Regions from separate parts of the Hordeum vulgare genome. Here region 2 is linked to region 1. The links are chromatin contacts, called in public Hi-C maps. All regions are on one chromosome and are shown on one strand. Each heading gives the region's core, a stretch centred on a gene start, on an enhancer-like site or on the middle of the called end of the contact. The rest is flanking DNA. Distances are from core to core; before and after follow the strand shown.

Region 1 (5,101 bases), core at 2,420-4,919:
TCGTTCGATATTTTGATGCGTTGTATGTTGTATTTCCTCTAGTGGTGTTATGTGAATGTCGACTACATAACACTTCACCATTGTTTGGGCCTAGAGGAAGGCATTGGAAAGTAATAAGTAGATGATGGGTTGCTAGAGTGACAGAAGCTTAAACCCTAGTTTATGCGTTGCTTCAAAAGTGTCCACTAGTTTAATGCTATGGTTAGACTTTGTATTAATTGTTATTTCGTAGTTGCGGATGCTTGTGAGAGGGGTTAATCATAAGTGGGATGTTTGTCCAAGTAAGGGCAGCACCCAAGCACCGGTCCACCCACATATCAAACTATCAAAGTAGCGAACGTGAATCATATGAACATGATGAAAACTAGCTTGACAGAAATTCCCATGTGTCCTCGGGAGCACTTCACCTCCTATAAGAGTTTGTCCAGGCTTGTCCCTTGCTACAAAAGGGATTGGGACACTTTGCTGCACCTTTGTTACTATTGTTACTTGCTACTTGCTACGAATCATCTTATCACACAACTATCTGTTAGCAATAATTTGAGTGCCTGCAGAGAATACCTTGCTGGAAACCACTTGTCAGTTCCTTCTGCTCCTCGTTGGGTTCGACACTCTTACTTATCGAAAGGACTACGATAGATCCCCTACACTTGTGGGTCATCAGGCGGCGACCACCAATAGGTGGCTTGGCCCCCTAGGAAGGAGGGGCGACGGCCACCTCTAGGCCAACCCTCCTCCTTGGCCGCATGGGCCTTAGGTGGGAGGGGTGTCCAACCCACCAGGGGCTAGTGCACCACCTCTCACAACCCATGGGGCCCTTCGGGGCCAGTGGACCCCCGGAACAATTCCACAACCTCTATCACAAGACGGGTAACCTTTCGAAACTCGAATACGAACTTACCATATATCAATCTTTACCTTGAGACTATTCCGAAGCTCCTCGTCATGTCTGGGATCACATTCAGGACTCCGAACAACCTTCGGTCACCAACACAATAACTCAACTATACTAGATCGCCACTGAACGTTAAGTGTGCAGACCGTGTGGGTTCGAGAACTATGGAGACATGACCGAGACACCTCTATGGTCAATAACCAATAGCGGTACCTGGATGCCCATATTGGTTCCTACATATTCTACGAAGTTCTATATCGATCGAACCACGATGTCAAGGATTTAGTTAATCCCGTATGCAGTACCATTTGTCCATCGACATGTTACTTTCCCGAGATTCGATCATTGGTATCTCCATACCTAGTTCAATCTCGTTATTGGCATGTCTCTTTACTCGTTCCGTAATACAAGATCTCGTGACTAACTCCTTAGTCACATTGCTTGCAAGCTTATCGTGTTGTTGTATTACCGAGTGGGCCCTGAGATACCTCTCTGTCATACAGAGTGACAAATCTCAGTCTTGATCCATGCCAACTCAACAGTCACCCTGGGAGATAGATGTAGAGCATATTTGTAATCACCCAGTTACGTTGTGTCGTTTGGTACACACAAGGCATTCTTTCGGTGGCAGTGAGTTGCATGATCTCATGGTCATAGGAACAAATACATGGACATGGAGAAAGCAATAACATTAAGCTTGATATGATCATGCGCTATGCTTACGGTTTGGGTCTTGTCCATCACATCATTCTCCTAATGATGTGATTTTGTTATCAAATGACACCTCATGTCTACGGCTAGTAAACCTTAGCCATCTTCGATCAACGAGCTAGTCAACTATTGGCTTACTAGGGAGACTTTGTTGTCTATATATCCACACATGTATTTAATTTTCCGATCAATACAATTATAGCATGGATAATAAAAAATTATCATGAACAAGAAAATATAATAATAACCACTTTATTATTGCCTCTAGGGCATATTTCCAAAAATTTATGCTTCACTAACGGTTAATGGGGATCAATTAGGTGTTTACTCCTCTAATGAGTTACAGGGGGTCGGTTAGGGTTGCACTTAGGAAGCAACAAGTCGTGTAAAAGTCTGCAAATTGAACGAAGCACACACATAGATCAATGTTTCTCTCTTCTTCTTTTTTGCACAAATCTCTTCTACGTAACACTCCCTCCATTTCGAAATAAGTGTGTCAAACTTAGTACAATTTTTCATTAAAGTTAGGATATAGTTGAGACACTTATTTTGAAACAGTGGGAGTATATAATAGTAGTGTTTTTATTATCTCTAGCTTGCCTATTTTTCTGAAGCCTAGTTAATTTTCCCTAACCGCGCATTCCCTTTTATTGGCCTCCTTTACAACTCTAGACATTGTTCAAGAACTTATGAGCGAAATCATACAAAATAGCCTTTTCTGTCAAATTGTTTGAGCGTGTTTGATTTGCCAGATTCTTACTGTGCAATCATAGAATAAAGACTAAATTGCATTGGCATGCTCCCGTGTATTCTATAGGGTTGATTATGCATGAATTTGCACCAAATAGTGATTGATCCAATAATAGAAAAAACATAGCTTCTCCAAGAGTTTGGAGCCAAAATAATTTACTATAAAATGTAGTGCAAATGGTTCCTTATTAAAAAAAAAATGTCCGCGAGCATACAATTTAAGCTGCCTACATGAGATAAATCTGTAAACGTCACAATCCTCCAAAACCCCTTCTCTTAAATTTTTGTGTGTGTCGTTGACCAGGTGAAACAAAAAAGAAAACTTATGTGTGAAACTACGAAAGATCTTCTAAAGATAAGCACTTCCATCAAACTGAGTGTATGTCATGGGGTACGGAGAATATCAATATACCCTATTTTTGCAATTGATCGGGATTCACTCTTTTATCCAACATTTCAAATTTTTTGTGCAAGACTTCACAATTAGATAATCCACATCATAATCCTAGAAAACCGTTGGTTTGATGAAAAGTATTTTCTTAGTAGGAGGTGATGACCCTGCCGATAAAAAAGACTTATATGGTGATTCTGTCATCTGATCTTAGCAAGCATCGATATGTCATTCTTGCAGTTTCTTAAAAAGAATCACATACGGTGTCATAATCCTAAAAAAATTCTCTGAATGCGATCAAATTTTGACCTAAAATATAGAAAAAGATAAACAACTTCAATAAAAAATAATAACTCTAAATACACTAAGATATATTTTTATATTATATATATTTGATATTGTAGTTGTGGATAATTTGTTCCTACAAACTTGGTCAAAAAAATTGCACCATTTGACTTGAGACAAAAAATATAAGTCCATTCCCAATTGATAATGAAACACCTAATTTACTCAAAACATTTTTAAAATATGGACATGGTAAATTTTTGTGTGGAGATTGTTTATGTTTGATCCACATGAAAACGAACAACGTCAAAATCTTCATAAGCACACACATAAATCAAAGACCGAAGATTCATTTCGTGTGCATAGTACTATGAAGAGATCATATATAAATAGACAAACATTCCTATTATTATTATTTTTTGAAATTGCAAACTCTTCTCGACGCTTTGCCTCCAAAATTAAGTGGATTCAAAAATATAAATATATATGAGGAGAATCTAAAAAAGTATAGCATCTAAAAAAAGCATACGAGGAAAGTATATATATAATACACGAGGCCCAGCCCAGCCCATCACATCTTAGTGAGGCCCAGCCACCGTTTTGCGGACCTGTGCGGCTGTACCTCACTGCCGGAAGCAGAAAGCAGCAGCGCAGCCAGCAGCAAAGAATCGCGAGGCGATGGCGGCGGCGACGGCGACGGCGACGGCGACGGTGCAGGCGCAGCCAGGACTCGACGCGCGCGAGTGGGACGAGGCAGCGTACCGGCGGGGCATCCTGCGGGAGCGCGACCTCTCCTGCCGCACCCTCTTCCGCGCCGTCTTCTACGACCAGCGCGACGAACCCGACCCGGACGTCCTCCTCGCCGCCGCCTCCAGCGACGGCTCCCTCGCGTCCTTCTCGCTGTCCTCCTGCATCTCCTCCTCCGCCTCCGCCCACGCCGCCCCTCAGGTTTTGCTTCCCCCCTTCTCCCCCACTCCCTACTCTATCTATTCCGCGTATACAAACACCCCGATTCCCTTGATTTGATTCAGCCGGCTGCCGCCGCGCTGGTCGACCCTGTCTGCATCGTCCAAGCGCACAGCGGCCCCGTCTATGACGCCAAGTTCTACAACGATCCAATTCAGCCGCTGCTCTTCAGGTCAATGCTGCTTCTTTCTGACCACTTAGGTTATTTTTGTGTTGGTGCCGTGGGATTGGCGGCCAGGAGTGTTCTCAAGAAGAAAAAATTACAACGTGGTCCATTGCTTGTGACAGCTGCGGGGATGACGGCCACATTCGGGGTTGGAGATGGCAGGAGATGCAGAGCTGCCTTGTGCCACTCTCTCTGCAAGGTAATGCACCAGAGCTCTCGTTCGTGGCTTGGTTTGCCAGATTAGTTGGAATTGGGCTTAACTAGCTGTTCTTACATAGATGTACTTTCAGTAAGAAGAGAAAGATACATTTTTTTTTTACTAGCAAAGATGTCAATCTTACACATTCAGCATCTTGTGCATATTTCCAGTCTCATCTTATATACTCCCTCCGTTCCTAAATGTAAGCCCTTTTAGAGATTTCAAATATGGACTACGTACGGAGCAAAATGAGTGAATCTACACTCTAAAATATGTCTTTATACATTCGTATGTAGTCCTTATTGAAATCTCTAGAAAGACTTATACTCCCTCCGTCCCAAAATTCTTGTCTTAGCTTTGTCTAGAAATGGATGTATCTAAATACTAAAACTTGACTAGATACATTCATATCTAAACAAATCTAAGACAAGAATTTTAGGACGGAGGGAGTATTTAGGAACGAAGGGAGTAGTTGCTTTGTAACAGTTGAATAAAGAAGTATAGCCTTACTATTTTAGAGCATGAATAAAATCTAAATCAACAATTGTAGAAGTGTTTGATAGTTGTGCTTGCTTCTATGAAACTGAAAATGCTTTTGAGATGCTTTATGCCAATATTATCCCTGTGGCCTGCATTGATGATAAAGTTGATAATTTGTCAACGAGTGGAGTCAAATATATTATTACGAGTGCAGAGTGGAACAAATCATCTGTCTAGCTAAATTACCTAAAAAATAAT
Region 2 (5,145 bases), core at 2,201-4,700, 340 kb before region 1:
TCTTCTTTTTTCAGAAAAATATAACTATTTTTGGAAAGAAAAACTATTTCACCGACCACTGTAGTAAAAAATTACTACCGTGCTCACCACTGCTGAGGCAGAACGATGCGCAAAAAGTCCGACGAAGCGGTAGTAAAAAATTACTACCGCCCGCAGCGTGGTACTACCGCCCAGAGAGCGGTAGTAAAAAAAACTACTACCACCCAGAGAGCGGTACTACCGTTGTGCCTGCGGTACTACCGCTGGCACCAGCGGTACTACCGCTGGCACCAGCGGTACTACCGCTGGCCCTTTTGCACATACACGGGGAAACATGTTGGAGCTCCATTTAAACAAGGGAAAGGTGGTGCAATGGAAATGTGTACGTGTTGATTTCACCCAAACCTTTCCGAAGCGGACCCCCTCTTAATAGTGCGACTTTCCTATGACTCAAATCCATCAAAGAGAAACGTAGAAAGCAACCGTCTTTGAAAGACTCCGAGGGGCACCGAATCGTCTTGTGCCTAGTCATAAATTATCTGAAATGCTCAATGCACACGATTAGTCCGCACGAGGGGTCGCTTAGGGAGTACATGGACTTGTGAGTGTTGGCGGCGGAAACTCATTTGGACAACGGTTTGGACTTTGAAGGATGACATTGTGTGGTCATGGGAAATGAAAGGGTATCTTTTATTTTCAAAAAAAGTTAACTTTTCTTGGAAAGAAAAATAATGTAAAATTGGGCTTTGGGCTTTGCAAAAATACATATCAGTACTTGTAAAAAGAATACACATGTCAGTAAGTAACTGCGGCAGGAAATGAATCTCTTCTTTTTTCAGAAAAATATAACTATTTTTGGAAAGAAAAACTATTTCACCGACCACTGTAGTAAAAAATTACTACCGTGCTCACCACTGCTGAGGTAGAACGATGCGCAAAAAGTCCGACGAAGCGGTAGTAAAAAATTACTACCGCCCGCAGCGTGGTACTACCGCCCAGAGAGCGGTAGTAAAAAAAACTACTACCACCCAGAGAGCGGTACTACCGTTGTGCCTGCGGTACTACCGCTGGCACCAGCGGTACTACCGCTGGCACCAGCGGTACTACCGCTGGCCCTTTTGCACATACACGGGGAAACATGTTGGAGCTCCATTTAAACAAGGGAAAGGTGGTGCAATGGAAATGTGTACGTGTTGATTTCACCCAAACCTTTCCGAAGCGGACCCCCTCTTAATAGTGCGACTTTCCTATGACTCAAATCCATCAAAGAGAAACGTAGAAAGCAACCGTCTTTGAAAGACTCCGAGGGGCACCGAATCGTCTTGTGCCTAGTCATAAATTATCTGAAATGCTCAATGCGCACGATTAGTCCGCACATGCATTGTCATCAATCACCAAAACCACTTAGAGAGAAATATGCCCTAACAATTGCTCGCATGATCTTTCTGATGCCATCTGTCACATGTATGTGTTCGTCGCATGATTTCTTTTGTGTGTGTAGATCGAATCTGGCATACAATAGACGTTGATCTACTTGTACGCGTCGCCACAGGCGCACGGAGGAGTCACTGCTTGCATGCACAGATGGAGGCGGCCCAACCGCCGTTCGCATGTGCATGTAAGTCTTTGCCCGAAAGGTTGATATCGAGGGGCTGAGTGGTGTGAGCATGATGAATACCTCAGATAGATGCCGCTGCTTCGATGCATGGCGCGACATATGTCCTCACCAATGATATTGGCACTGTCAAATTGGATATAATCCCTCAGTCAGTTTTATTTGGCTAATTTGAACAAATCAATCTAATAAGACTCAACCTATTGGAAATTTGAACTTTGATGAACTATTAATGAAGGTGAAACGGATTTTTTTTTCTTTGATTAATTGGATGACACGCTCTTGGGAGGAGAAGTTTAATCTCAGAGTGGTGAAAAAAACCTAGAATCGGCGTCGTTGGTCGAACCGCTCTAATATCAAATTGAATTTATGCTTGAACCGGTTGCTTGTTGCCGACGCCCGACCCATCCCAAAGTCGTCAACGTCGTTCCTCTATAAGACCAAGCCAAAGAGCATGACACGATGCACGTGGAGACATTCTTCACCTTTTTTCAATCGAAGAACGTACATTGTGTTGAAATATATGACACGTACTTTCAAGGTAGTCTTAAAGCATGCTTATTTTTATCCCATGTTGCAACGCATGGGCATGTTTGCTAGTATATCTAGAACAAGTATTTCGTTACTAATAATTAAACTATGGAATCTACATGGATATGCCTCTTAATTTGCTTCCCGTTTTCTCTTAATAAATTCCCGGGAAGTCAAACAATGCTTATATTCAATATAGAAAGGAGGTAGGAAATGGCGGGAGTATAGCCCCATCCACTTCTTGAGAAAAGGGGCGTTACGATTTCCTCGTAAGGCTTTGTCGTCGTCGGTTTCCCTCCCTTTCAGGTTCCTTATAGTCTCTTCTGGACTAAGATTTAGTTAGGGTTAGGTATTTGGATGGTGGTGGTGAGGCGATGGCACCATCCACTATGGGGATAAGACCTCCCCCATCTTGTCCTCATCCCAGGGATGTTGTTTGGCGTCAACGAATGGTGTGTTTTGTCTAGGTAAGCGAAACAGATGATGTCATGACGTGTTTTTTCTTAGCTTTATTCTCTTTCCGATGAAGCTCACCCAGATGGGGATCCACGGGGAAACTTGCAAGGTTTGTGTCATCATCCTTTGTTTGGAAGGGGTTGGGATTATCTTTTGGCCCTTCTTGGTGTGAGCATCTATCGGATGGCTTTCTATCGAGATCATGATTATTGTCATCATGAGAACCTTTCGGACTGTCCATTAGGCATTGGACAATGGCGCATGTGCTAGGGAGGTAGGCTCAAACCCGGTCGAGGGGTCGCTTAGGGAGTACATCGACTTGTGAGTGTTGGTGACGGAGACTCATTTGGACAATGGTTTGTACTTTGGAGGATGACATTGTGTGGTCATGGGAAATAAAAGGGTATCTTTTCTTTTCAAAAAAAGGTAACTTTTCTTGGAAAGAAAAATAATGTAAAATTGGACTTTGGGCTTTGCAAATATACATATCAGTACTTGTAAAAAGAATACACATGTCAGTAACTGCGGCAGGAAATGAATCTCTTCTTTTTTCAGAAAAATATAACTATTTTTGGAAAGAAAAATAGTATAATGTAAAATTTCTCCTTTTTTTAGAAAGAACGCAACTTTTTCTTCAAGCAACGGGAAACCCAAAATCGCCCGCCAAAAACGGCATGCGCGCGAAACAGACGGGTTTTCCAAAAGAAAAGAAATCGACTCAGAAGTGGCGCTTTCCCGATCACGCCACGAAACGGAACCACCTTTACAACACCTTGATCTGAACATGCCACGTCCCGCCGTCCGAGTCGGACGTGATCCCCGTGAGCTGTGTGCCCGGCGGGTGCATCCATATATACGCGCGCGCGCCTCCCCTCGTGGCACCCAGCGAGAAAACACAACCATCGTCCTCGCTCGCAGCTTTGGAAGCCCCGCGCACGCAGAGCTCCAGCAAACGATCTCGGCGAGAGAGAGACAGACAGGGATCGTGTCGATGGCGGGGGAGGACCAGACGGTGCTGGTGCGGTGCGCGGACCTGGCCAAGTTCGCGGTGCCGGCGTCGGTGGCGCAGCGGGCGGGGAGCGTCGCGGCGGCGCTGGAGACCGGGCAGCGCGTCGTGGAGCTGCCGCGGGGGGTCAACGGCAAGGGCCTCGCCACGGCGGTCGCGTACTACCAGGCCCGAGCGGAGGCGGAGGCGGGCGGCGCGGACGCGGGCCAGTTTGACGGCGAGTTCGTGCGCGGGCTGACGCACGACGCCGCCATCGACCTCATCTACGCCGCGCACCACCTGGGCGACCAGGCGCTCTTCAACCTCTTTGCTGGCTACAGGGTTAATTATTAGTTGTTGGTTCTAGGCGTAGTAAAGGTTTCTATTAGTTGATTGGTTTGTGTTGATCGAGTGAGATTTCCCCTTTTTCTTACCAATGTATCGATGCTACCTTGTGATTATATATGATCCGTAAATTGCCTTAATTTCCTCTTGTGATGAACCAGTTTACATTGTCTTGATTTCAATCCACGTCCTCTACACTCCGTCACAACGGAAAAAGGATTAAAAAGAAGCGCGGTCGAGCAGCAAAAGCAATGTCGAACCATAGCTGAACTAAATGGAGACGAAACCAATGTCGTCGGAAAAAAAAACTAATAACAAGCACTAGCAACGACGGCAACAACGAAGCGCAGAGGGGACAAAAATAGAAGCGAGGCGCGCCATGCACAAGAGGCCCAAACCAACAAGAAAAGCATTGCTTTGAACAAGGAAAGAACAAAGACAGATCCGCAGTGCAACTGGCCAAGAACTGCGGATACGTAAAGGGCGTGAGTGTGATCGCACCGGCCTACATAAGATCCTGTTTGGAACCACTTAGATTATATAATTCAGTTTTTATAATCTATTATGTGTTTAAATAAAATAGATTATGCTGTAGATTACAAAAACTAGATGGACAGATTATTAAAAACTCACAATCTATTCTAGCTCACCTAAAATTAGATTATGGATTATTAATGACCCATTACCCTTGTAAAGTTGGAGATAATTACATTCCTGTCACCAGGGGCGGACCCACCTTAATTCTGAATACCCATTATTTTTGTAAAAAAACTAGGTATTTTCAAGTGTGTATACTGAGTATGTATAAGGAAATATGAAACTGTACGCTTAAACCTGCTAGTTAGGTATTTCAGCCCAAAGCATCACGACTCAACGATTTGGCCCATTGGCCCAAGTGGGTGTAGCGCATGGATGCATGCAGACCATGGACCTCTCGATCATCGCCCCCAATAAATCTATCGATCAGGTCAGACAGAAACGAACCAACCCCTTCCTTCCCATGTTCTCTCCAACGCGAGCGGCAACCCGCCAGGCGGCCAGGGCCGTTTCCATCGCCTGCTGAGCAATCGGACGTGCGCACGGCCTCGCGGACGGCGCGATGAATCCACCCCCCCCCCCCCCCCCCGGTTGACCTTGGTTCTGATCCGTACAGTCAACGGCTAGTAGGCAGTGGTTCAGTTTCGAAGATTCAACCCCCACAGATTCTGGTATAATTGCTAATTAGATGTATTAG

Evidence for each region. A called contact is a pair of places that touch in the nucleus more often than the background predicts.
Region 2: a Hi-C map of seedling shows a contact between it and region 1, with 3 times the contacts expected there. The contact joins the promoter of LOC123398391 here to the promoter of LOC123395025 in region 1. A contact is called at or near these places in 2 of 6 Hi-C or Micro-C datasets (leaf and seedling) and 1 of 1 datasets of contacts at active chromatin or transcription factors (embryo).

Annotation. Positions count from the first base shown.
Region 1 is chr5H:403,811,183-403,816,283 of MorexV3_pseudomolecules_assembly, reverse strand. LOC123395025 (THO complex subunit 6) reads left to right here and starts at 3,669. Exons shown (of 12, transcript XM_045089937.1): 1 at 3,669-3,980; 2 at 4,064-4,170; 3 at 4,287-4,363. The coding sequence starts at 3,711.
Region 2 is chr5H:404,148,540-404,153,684 of MorexV3_pseudomolecules_assembly, reverse strand. It overlaps LOC123398391, which reads left to right and starts at 3,450. Exons shown (of 1, transcript XM_045092868.1): 1 at 3,450-4,059. The coding sequence starts at 3,573. The coding sequence ends at 3,920.